Regions from separate parts of the Capra hircus genome. Here region 2 is linked to region 1. Evidence: chromatin contacts called from public Hi-C data. All regions are on one chromosome and are shown on one strand. The core of a region is the stretch at or near the end of the contact, and the rest is flanking DNA. Distances in the headings are between cores, read along the strand shown.

Region 1 (5,408 bases), core at 1,270-3,769:
CTCCCCAGGCCGCATGTGAAGCAGGTGGATTACCGAGCAGGCGGATCCGGCCATGGGGAATTTCCTTCCCGGGCTGCGCGTGTTTAAAACTCGAACCGATTGTTAGAACTACCTCCTTGGCACCAGCCAGAGGACCCAGTTTGGAGAGGCTTAGTCTCCTGTGTCCAGACATCAGCCAGCAGAGGCCATAAAGTCCTGGGGATTTCAAGCGTGTCCCAGTCTCGCTTGCTAAGCTCAGCGTCCTTTGGTTCCTGCGCTCCCTGTTTGCGTGTTGTCGCCTGTTCCTCTGCCCTCACGATCTTTGCCAAGGGCAGCTCTTACCCCATATACCCTTCCCTACAGGCAGGGGCACGCTGTGTGTAAGCGTGCAACAACTGACTCTGGGTAAAAGGCCTAGAGCGTAGTGTTGGCCATTTTCCCCACCGTGGCCAATGCCAATTTCTCCTTTCTTTCTTAAAAAAAACTTATGTATTTGGCTGTGCTGGGTCTTACTTGCTGCATGCAGAGTTTCCACCTTCCTTGTGGCAGACAGGATCTTTAGTTGCAGCAGGTGGAACCTAGTTTCCTGACCCGGGAGGGAACGCCAACTCCCTGCTTGGGGAGCCTGGAGATTTAGCCACTGGACCTCCAGGGAAGTCACGGACCATGGCCAATTTCAAACCACTGACTTGAAGTCACTGTACTGGGGTGCGGAAGAGATCTCTCTCTCTCTTTAGTTGCTGAGTCGTGTCCGACTCTTTTCGACCCCGTAGACTGTAGGCCGCTAGGCTTCTCTGTCCATAGGATTTTCCAGGCAAGAATACTGGAGTGGGTTGCCATTTCTTCCTCCAGGGGAAGAGATACACAGTAGTAAACTGTTATATGGTGTCTTCACTCTACAAATAAACAGTCGGAAGAGCAAAGACAATAGTGAAGTTTAGTAAAATAATAACTAGGTGATGTCTTGAATATTTATTACCTTTGTTTATACTTATTTATTTAGTTGTGTCGGGGCTTAGTAGTGGCGCTCAGGATCTTCCTTGCTCATGAGTTGCAACTTCTCTCAAGTTGCTGCAAGGGGTCCGAGTTGCCCTGTGCCATGTGAGATCTTCATGTGGGGTCTTATTTCCCCGACCAGGGATCAAACCCCCATCACCCGCACCAGAAGGTGGATTCTAAGCCACTGGACCACCAGGGAAGTCCCATTACCTTTGTTTTCAATAGAATTTAATTACAAGAATATATGATTTATTTTTTATCAAGGTATGAGAAGGAAATGGCAACCCACTCCATTATTCTTGCCTAGAGAATCCCAGGGATGGGGGAGCCCGGTGGGCTGCTGTCTATGGGGTCGCAGAGAGTCGGACACGACTGAAGCGACTTAGCAGCAGCAGCAGCTTGTATAACAACTGATTTAGAAATTCCTGAAAATGCAGTAGTCAGCTCTTGTCAAGAGCTGGGACAAGCACCCCATTGCTGCAGGGAAAACCCCAAACTTCATACGTGAGAAATCGCACAGGGCACATGGGAGACAGCACAGTGGGTGCAGAGTGCAGGCCCTGAAGACAAGGCCTGGGTTGACTCCGCCTCTGCGGGTCGCTGTGTGAGCTTAGGTAGGTTATTCGAGCTCTCTGGGCCTTGGATGCGTCGGCTGTAAAACGGCAGCAGCACTACATAGGGCAACTGTGAAGCCTGGGCTAACAAAGAAAGGCACGTGCAGTGTCCTGCCCGTCCTGAATGATCAGGAAGTGTCAGCCTTTCTTGTTTTCTCTTTTGTGTGTGAGTTTTTGGTTGCTTAGCTGTGTCCAGCTCTTACCATGAACTGTAGCCCGCCAGGCTTCCCTTCCCATGGGATTCTCCAGGCAAGAATATTGGAGTGGGTTCCCACTCCAGTACTCTTGCCTGGAAAATCCGTGGATGGAGGAGCCTGGTGGGCTGCAGTCCTGGGGGTCGCTAACAGTTGGACACGACTGAGCGACTTCACTTTCACTTTTTACTTTCATGTACTGGAGAAGGAAATGGCAACCCACTCCAGTGTTCTTGCCTGGAGAATCCCAGGGACGGGGGAGCCTGGTGGGCTGCCGTCTCTGGGGTCGCACAGAGTCGGATACAACCGAAGCGACTTAGTAGTAGTAGCCTTCTCAAAGGGATCTTCCCAACCCAGGGATCGAACCTGGGTCTCCTGCATTGCAGGCAGATTCTTTACATTTGAGTGCTGCTGTTTTAAATTGGTAGCAGTAGTTTTCTGCGACTAAAAGCAAAGATGATCGTTGTTCGCCATCTGGTGGTCAGAGTCTATCATTACACCCTAGGTTGTGCCCAGGTGGGTCATTTTTCACTCGAGGCCTATGGACCACCCGCAGCTGCTGGTCAACGACCCTCCTTCACCCATTTTGACCCCTTGGCCCTTTGCAGGAGTAGCGGCAGACTCCTCAAGAAAGGGGATTCGATGGGACAGGCCCAGTCCTGGACTCTGCAGAGCTAGCTTGCCTCCCTGAAGCCTCGGTAAGGCCCCTGCTGCTGGGCTAGGGGCGCAGGTGCCTAAGGGGCCTTAGGGATGGGGCCCATTCCTCTGTGTGCATGTGCGCGTGCGTGTGAAATCCAGTCCTCCTGTCTCCGGGATGGCCCTCATTACGGACTTTCTAAACCCAGCTCTTTGTATCCCTGTGGTCCTGCTGTGTCCTGGGCAACAGCCCTACTCTGGGCCAGGCGTCACGCTGGGTCCTGGGGACACACCCAGGGCTTAGGTTCTGGCGGGGAGACGGACGGTGCTTGCAGGGTGGGGCTGCCGGAGCCCAGATCCGGGTGTCCCTCCGGCTGGTGACGTCCTGGGTCTCTGTGCTGCGCTGGGCCTTCCATGGGGGCTGGAGCGCCGGGCAGAGGTGCCAGAGCCCTCCGTGGGAGCCCCAGCAGTGGGTGCAGGGTCCCACTCCCTCCCAGCAGCCTTTCCTCTCCCACCAGGCTGGTGACAAGGCCTGGAACCTTTGTGCCACATTCACTGTGGCTCGTGGCAACAGCCGCATTTCCCGGCTCTTATCCCGGTGCCTTACATCACAGGTGCCTCCTCCAGTCTCACGATGGACTTGGGGCCTCAGACCTATCGACAGACAGCACTGTCGAGGCAGTCTGAGCACCAGCTGGAGAACAATTTCCAGACACAGAGAATTTCAGGAAGGTGTGAGTTTATTAAGAACAAACAGCAAAGATAATGAGGGTGCTGCAAATGCAGTGGGCTGACCTCCTGACAGGCCGTGGAGAGCCCACGGGACGCTGTTAGAACAGTGGGCCAGCTCTGGGGGAGCCGGCGTCTTTCATGGGTTATCAGGCAATTTTCAAAGCCTCAAAACAAAGAAAATTCCTGCTGGGAGAGTGGCATTAGGTGACTGGGGAGGGTGCTAAAGGGTGAGTACCGGGCTGGGCGTTTTTGCCTAATTTGGGGTCAGGAACTTGGCTGGCAAGGGTCAAGGGGCTTTTGGCAATGGTTACAAATGTTTACCAATGTGGAAAATTCTTAAAGAGAAGGGAATACCAGACCACGTGACCTGCCTGAGAAATCTGTATGCAGGTCAAGAAGCAACAGTTAGAACCAGACATGGAACAACAGACTGGATCCAAATAGGGAAAGGAGTACCTCAAGGCTGTATATTGTCACCCTGTTTATTTAACTTCTATGCAGAGTACATCATCTGAAATGCTGGGCTGGATAAAACACAAGCTGGAAGCAAGGTTGCCAGGAGAAATACCAATAACCTCAGATACGCAGATGACACCATGCTTATAGCAGAACGCGAAGAAGAACTAAAGAGCCTCTTGATGAAAGCGAAAGAGGAGAGTGAAAAAGTTGGCTTAAAGCTCAACATTCAGAAAACTAAGATCATGGCATCTGGTCCCATCACTTCATGGCAAATAGATGGGGAAACAATGGAAACAGTGTCAGACTTTATTTGGGGGGGGCTCCAAAATAGCTACAAATGGTGACTGCAGCCATGGAATTAATTAATTAATTTTTTCTCTCGGAAGAAAAGCTATGACCAAACTAGACAGCATATTAAGAAACAGAGACATTACTTTGCCAACAAAGGTCCGTCAAGTCAAGGCTATGATTTTTCCGTAGTCATGTATGGATGTGAGAGTTGGACTGTGAAGAAAGCTGAGCGCTGAAGGATTGATGCTTTTGAACTGTGGTGTTGGAGACTCTTGAGAGTCCCTTGGACGGCAAGGAGACTCAACCAGTCCATCCTAAAGGAAATCAGTCCTGAATATTCTTTGGAAGGACTGATGCTGAAGCTCCAATACTTTGGCCACCTGATGCGGAGAGCTGACTCATTTGACAAGAGCCTGATGCTGGAAAAGATTGAAGGCAGGAGGAGAAGGGGACGACAGAGGATGAGATGGTTGGATGGCATCACCGACTCAGTGGACATGAGTTTGAGCAAGCTCCAGGAGTTGGTGATGGACAGGGAAGCCTGGCGTGCTGCAAAGAGTCGGACATGACTAAGAGACTGACCTGAACAATGGGCTCAGTTAGTTCTGGAGATGACCTCCTTTCTGGGCTCCATGTCTGTGGCCTCGGTATGGGGCTCCGCATACACTGTCCCCTTGGTTCTATGGAGAGGGGCCTGGACGGAGAGGTCAGGTGCACCCAGGTCGGGTGCCTCCTTTAGGCTCCACCACCCCCTGTGCTGGGACCCCCTGAAGGCCTGGGGCCCCCTGCACTTCAACTGATTCATGATCTTGGACTGAGTATTGAGAAGGAAGTTCATGTGGAGACAGAAGGGAGAATCCGTGCTGAAGTTCACTGAGGATGAAGACAATGTTTCTGCTCTGACTGTATCCGCCACCTGTAGCTTTCTTGTAGTGTCCTTGTCTGGCTTTGGTATCAGGGTAATGCTGGCTTCATACAATGAATTTGGTAGGGTTACTACTGCTTCAGTTTTTTAAGGAAGAGTTTAAGTAGGATTGCTTTAAACGTTTGTTAGAATTCAGCCATTCTGGCCCTGGGAGGTTTTCTTTACTGGGAGGTTTTTGATCACTGACTAATCTTATTTGTTATTGGTCTGCTAGATTTTTTAATTTCTTCGTGATTCAGTCTTGGTAGGTTACATGTTTTTAGAAATCTCTCCGTCTCTTTTGGGAACCTCTCTGTCTCTTTTGAGGTAAAGCGTCTACCTGCAATGCGGGAGACCCGGGTTCAATTCCTAGGTCAGGAAGATTCCCCTGGAGAAGGAAATGGCAACCCACTCCAGTATCCTTGCCTGGAAAATCCCACGGACAGAGAAGCCCGGTAGGCTACAGTCCATGGGGTCGCAAAGAGTCGGACATGACTGAGAGACTTCACTTTCACTTTCTGTCTCTTTTAGGAATCTCTCTGTCTCTTTTGGGAACCTCTCCGTCTGTTTTGGGAACCTCTCTGTCTCTTTCGGGAGCCT
Region 2 (5,408 bases), core at 769-3,268, 60 kb before region 1:
AGACCCTCAGCCCAAGGTGCTCTAGCTCAACCGGTCACAAGGAAGAAAAGGTGAAGCCAAGCACTGGCTCTGTAGATGCCCTCAAAGCACACTCCCACCAGGTAGACACAGTCCCCACGAAGCACTCCGGCAGCTTCCTCAATAAGCCCAAAGGAAAGAAGCAAAAGAAGTCAGAACTGGCCAATACAAAGAAAAACAATGTAAAAGATGACAGACGATCGCACAAAAATAGCAATACCAGAAAACCCAAAATATACCAACACTGTCAGGGACAGAGGCTAACGGGACAGGACACTTACAGGGAAAAACACAGCAAAGTCTACACCTCGGAAAGCAAGGGTGATGGGAGGAGGGGGAGGAAGAGCTGCTGAGACAGACCTGCCTGTGAGCATGCTCAGTCGCTTCGACTGTGGCTGACTCTTTGCAATCCCATGGACTGTAGCCCACCAGGCTATTCTGGCCATGGGACTTTCCCCGAAAGAATACTGGAGTCGGTTGTCATTTCCTCCTCTAGGGGATCTTCCCAGCCCCAGGATCGATCCTGCGTCTCCTGCATTGCAGGCAGATTTCTAACCACTGAGCCACCAGGGAAGCTGAGAGCCAGACCTGGCCCCTTGCAAAGGAAGAGGGAGGATGGGAAAACTGAAAGGAACCTGAACCCAGTCTTGAAAGAGTCCTTGACGCCAGGCTCCGCGGCAGGGCTGCTAGATTTCAGGTGGTGGTGGTGGCGGGGGTGGGGTGGTGAACTTGAATATGCCAGCTGCACCAGAGGTGCACATCTTGTCTGAAAACATTCTCATTTCCCCAAAGACAAATAATGCAAACCCAAACAACTAAGATGGAGTGCTATGAGCAACACGAGTAAAGGATCTCATACAGGGAAATATTTCAGAAGAGCCTAGATTTTCTCACCCTCAGCTTTCCAGCCCTAAAATGGTGTTTATGAAAAAAATGGAAACAATATTTAAGAATAGTTACCTCTGATTCTATTATGTCTTGTCCTTCTTTTGAACTTTTCCCACTTTTCCCTGCTTTGGGTGATTCCTGGGAAACATCAAGCAGAATCAATTAGACTCCTCAATTTTTAGACTGTGTAACATCGAATAAACCAAAATGTAGTTTCATAAGTATTTAGACAATTTAACTATGACTGTTGATAGTTTTCATCAATACCATCACGACTCTCTTCCTTTCTATGGTTAAGAGACCCAGGATTGTGATGTGGTACCCACCGGCCAACCCCAAATTCAGATTCTCCCCGTTTGCTTCGTCTGCATTATCTGGCGCTCAAAACTTGAAGCAGAAACAAGTAAACGCACATTTGTACCATGCTCTCGGCATCTTGAAAGATGCACATCACAACCCTTTTTTTCCCCTTCCCACACTCAACTCTGGGAGCGAGGATGTCTGGGGTGATTCTGAAACGCTACAGAGCTCCACCTGAAGCAAAAACATACCCCCCCCCCCAACCCGTATGCAAGCGCAGCACAGTCACAGCCGTCGCCGCCGCCGCCACCCAGGATAATAATAGTTGAGAGCCCCAGAGCGTCCCTCCGGAGGGCAAACCGTTCTCCCCAAGCATTAAGCCCAGTCCATTCGCTGCCCTCCGCCCCAGCCGGAGGGTCCCTGCTGAGACGCCTGCACCCCGGCCTCGGAAGCCCCTGTCCAGGCGCCTGCGAGGATGGGTCAACCACCTCCGCGGCCCCACCTGCCCCCTCGCGCCCATCGCGCGCGCCGCCCCTCAACCCCGGCCGCGCCCCCCACGTCCCCGGCCGGTCCCGGCCTGGGCTCCGCGGCCCCGGGCGGACCCGCTGCCCCCCCGCCCCCACCCCGCACCCGCGCGATCCGGGAGCCCCGCCGGGCCCCGTTCCCGGACCGTTCCCCGCTGCCCCCCGCGCCCGCCCCGTCCGGCAGCCCCGGGGCCCGACTCACTTTCTCCTTCTTGTTTTTATTCGGCATGGCTGGTGCGGACCGCCGCCGCCTCCCCCGTCGCCTGCCCCCGCCCCGGCCGTCGCGCCTCCCCCTCCCGGCCGCCGCCGCCGCCGCCGCCGCCGCCGCTGCCGCCCGGGGACTGAGTCGTTCGCTCGCTCGCGGTTCCCCTTTCCCAGGCTCCCAGAAGCTGCGGCAGCCGCGGCGGCGGCAGCGGCGGCGGCGGCGGCGGCGGAGGCAGCGGCGGCTTCTCTCCGCCCCTCCCCAGGCCCCCCGCCCCTCCCGTCCCCCAGAACTCTCCCCGCCCCCGCGCCCGGCCCCGCCCCCGGCCCGCGTCCCCACTCCGCCCCGGGCCCGCCTCCGCGCTGTCCCCGCCCCACCCCGCCCGCGACCCCGCCCCCTCTCCGACCCCCGCCCCCAGGCAGCGGCCACCGCCCCCCGAGTGCGCGGCCCCGCCCCCGCGCCCCCGCCCCGCCCTCCGGGCACCCCGCCATTGGCCGAGGCGCCTCACGTGCCCTAACGCTCTCCGTTCTCTCCGCTCCTTAGCGTGGCCTTGGTCTCCCTCCCCGCGCTCCGGCTCGGGTCCGTCTCACGCAGGCAGCGGCGGCGGCTGGGGAGGAAGCGTGGGGCTTCGGCTGAGGCGACAGACCGGAGACTGCTGTGGAGGTTCGGGACAGACAAAGCAGGGGGCACATTTGAAACGGATGGCAATAACTTGTGCGGCCAGAGGGACGCGAACGGCGACTTCGGCCCCTGGCCGCCGCGGCGCTGGGTAGCGGCTGAGGAGGCCCGGCAGCCACGCGAGCAGCGGTTTCGCGGGTTCCCGCTAGGCCCCGCCTCCTGCGTTGGCCCCGCCCTCAGGGTTCCGCCCGCCTCCTGTGTTGGCCACGCCCCCGACCAGCCCCGCCTCCTCCAGTGTTTGCCCCGCTCCCGATCCGCCCCGCCTCTGGTGGCCCCGCCCCACAGGTCAGGCTCCTGCTTTGCCCGTTCAGTTCAGTTCAGTTCAGTTCAGTTCAGTTCAGTCTCTCAGTCGTGTCCGACTCTTTGCGACCCCATGAATCGCAGCACGCCAGGCCTCCCTGTCCATCACCAACTCCCGGAGTTCACCCAAACTCATGTCCATTGAGTCGGTGATGCCATCCAGCCATCTCATCCTCTGTCCTCCCCGTCTCCTCCTGCCCCGAATCCCTCCCAGCATCAGAGTCTTTTCTGATGATGAGTCAACTCTTCGCATGAGGTGGCCAAAGTACTGGAGTTTCAGCTTTAGCATCAGTCCTTCCAATGAACACCCAGGACTGATCTCCTTCAGAATGGACTGGTTGGATCTCCTTGCAGTCCAAGGGACTCTCAAGAGTCTTCTCCAACACCACAGTTCAAAAGCATCAATTCTTCAGCGTTCAGCTTTCTTCACAGTCCAACTCTCACATCTGTACATGACCACTGGAAAAACCATAGCCTAGACTAGACAGACATTTGTTGGCAAAGTAATGTCTCTGCTTTTGAATATGCTATCTAGGTTGGTCATAACTTTCCTTCCAAGGAGTAAGCGTCTTTTAATTTCATGGCTGCAATCACCATCTGCAGTGCTTTTGGAGCCGATGGGATTTTATTTTATTCTTTAATTTGGCTTGATTGTAAGCCATGTGAAGCAACCTCTGCATTATGACCAGGAATCACGTGGTTCATTTTACCTTGCTGATAGCTCTTGGGAGATGAGTTTTCCAAGGGAAGTGGGCTAACTTTTTTATATTCCCGCAGTTTGTGTAGTGCAGAAATACTTTGGGTATTAAGACTCTAGGAGTGAGCAGATTTCATGTGCAGGGACCGTTGGTGTCTCACCTGTGAAGATTAGGAACTGAATCTTATCTGGGCACTTCGAAACCATTGTGTTCTCTTAGGCCTGGGTTTTCACTCTTGAAAGTTGCCAGGAAAGCATTTTCGGTTATCCTGTGTGGCTCTGCTGTGAGAAAGCTAAAAGAAGAAAAAGAGAGCTAATGTGAGGAGTGTCGTGGGAGGTCCTGAAAGTAAGTTCTGCATGCAAGTGTCTGAATGTGTGTCTTTAGACGAATATCCTCAGGTAAATTGCACAGCCCCAAACAGCCATTTGTGCAGAAGAAGCGGTTTTTGATTAGTCTTTTAAGTGGGTTAATAGTTTCTCCAAAAAAAAAAAAAAAGAAAGTGGAGAGAGAGTAGAGCAATGCCTCTGGTTAATAACACTTCATTTTTAAAATGGCATATATGCCGACAATCTAATAAACCCAGCGTAAGTCTGTACCAGAAAGGATAATTCTGAAGCTGTTAGTTGATGACCACAGAGTTCTAAAGGGGCTCAGGGGCTTCCCTGAGACTTGTCTGTGCCACCAGTATTCTTGTATCATAGCCCTTGATGCAGTATTGCCTGCCATTCATTCCTTCACCCAACAAACATTTTGTTGGATGCCCACTGTGTGCAAAGCACAGTGCAGAGGATACCACGGTGAACAAGGTGTGACCGTTGTCTCGAAGCACACCAGGTCCTTGGGGGTGGAAACAAGAAAGTCAGTAATCACAGGATGTGACATGGTGACACGGTAAGCCTGCAAGGTCTGGAGTGAGAATGGCCTGGCTTGTAATCGTGAAAGAACACAGGAGTATTTTTATGGCCGAGGAGGAGAGTGAAGGAACAAAGACTTCTAATTAAGACTCGTAGGCTTTGGCAAGGAATTGGACTTCTTTTTGAATGTATAATGGTTCGGGGTCACTAAGGGATACTAAGCTGGGAGTGACTGCTCACATTTGCACTTGAGAAGACACTGTGGCAGGAGTGTTGGGGGAGGGGAGCAACCAAGGTCTCATTCTGGTCCAGATGCTGCCTGTGAGGCTTCTCGATGACAACAACAGGAGGAAGGATCCCAAATACCCCGGAGGCCAGCTTGCTCAGGCGGGAGAGCCAGAATCGAAGATGAAAAGCTGATGCCCGTGTTTGTAGTTTGGGCACCCTCGTGATGAGGAAGGAACGTAAGGGGATAAGGAGTGGAGAGCAGGCTTTTGAGAAAATGTGATTTCAATCTTGGGATATGCCGAATTTGAGCTGCAGCTGCAACAAGCTAGTAGGGGCGTTGACTGCAAATGGAAATGCCGATCTGACAGTGTCAGTGTGTGTCAGGGTAGCTGTTTATCAGGTCAACTTGAGTTGAGGGAAAATGTAGGGCAAGATATCAGAAGAGCTACCTAGTTACCACCCAGTGACCTTGAAACCACAGTAACTGGAGAAGCTGGAGTCAACACTGTAAACCTACCACGTGTGGTCCTCAATGGCCATCGAGCTGGTTTTCATTTGTTCACATTAGAGAGGGCCATCTGATAGCCAGAGTTATAGCCAAAAGTTAGTTATAGAATGTTTCCAGGGGATGCTGGGAACCGTGCCATGTCCTGGCTCCTGTGGCATTTACAGGAATGCGGGAGGTAGAGGCAGATCCCGGTCTCAGAAGAAGGGATTC

The links. Hi-C and Micro-C count contacts between places; a contact is called where the count stands out from the background.
Region 2: a contact with region 1 is called in a Hi-C map of blood, with 4 times the contacts expected there. The contact joins the promoter of PPP2R5C here to the enhancer-like site in region 1. A contact is called at or near these places in 3 of 5 Hi-C or Micro-C datasets (all in blood).

Annotation. Positions count from the first base shown.
Region 1 is chr21:65,874,497-65,879,904 of ARS1.2, reverse strand. No RefSeq gene overlaps it. Among named protein-coding and RNA genes, the nearest start is that of PPP2R5C, 60 kb to the left of the region's middle. Within about 2 kb of position 2,519, at least 1 of the 5 cell types and tissues checked has an H3K27ac peak or open chromatin away from gene starts, as enhancers often do.
Region 2 is chr21:65,933,761-65,939,168 of ARS1.2, reverse strand. PPP2R5C (serine/threonine-protein phosphatase 2A 56 kDa regulatory subunit gamma isoform) reads right to left here and starts at 2,018. Exons shown (of 15, transcript XM_018066065.1): 1 at 1,933-2,018; 2 at 979-1,044. The coding sequence starts at 1,959.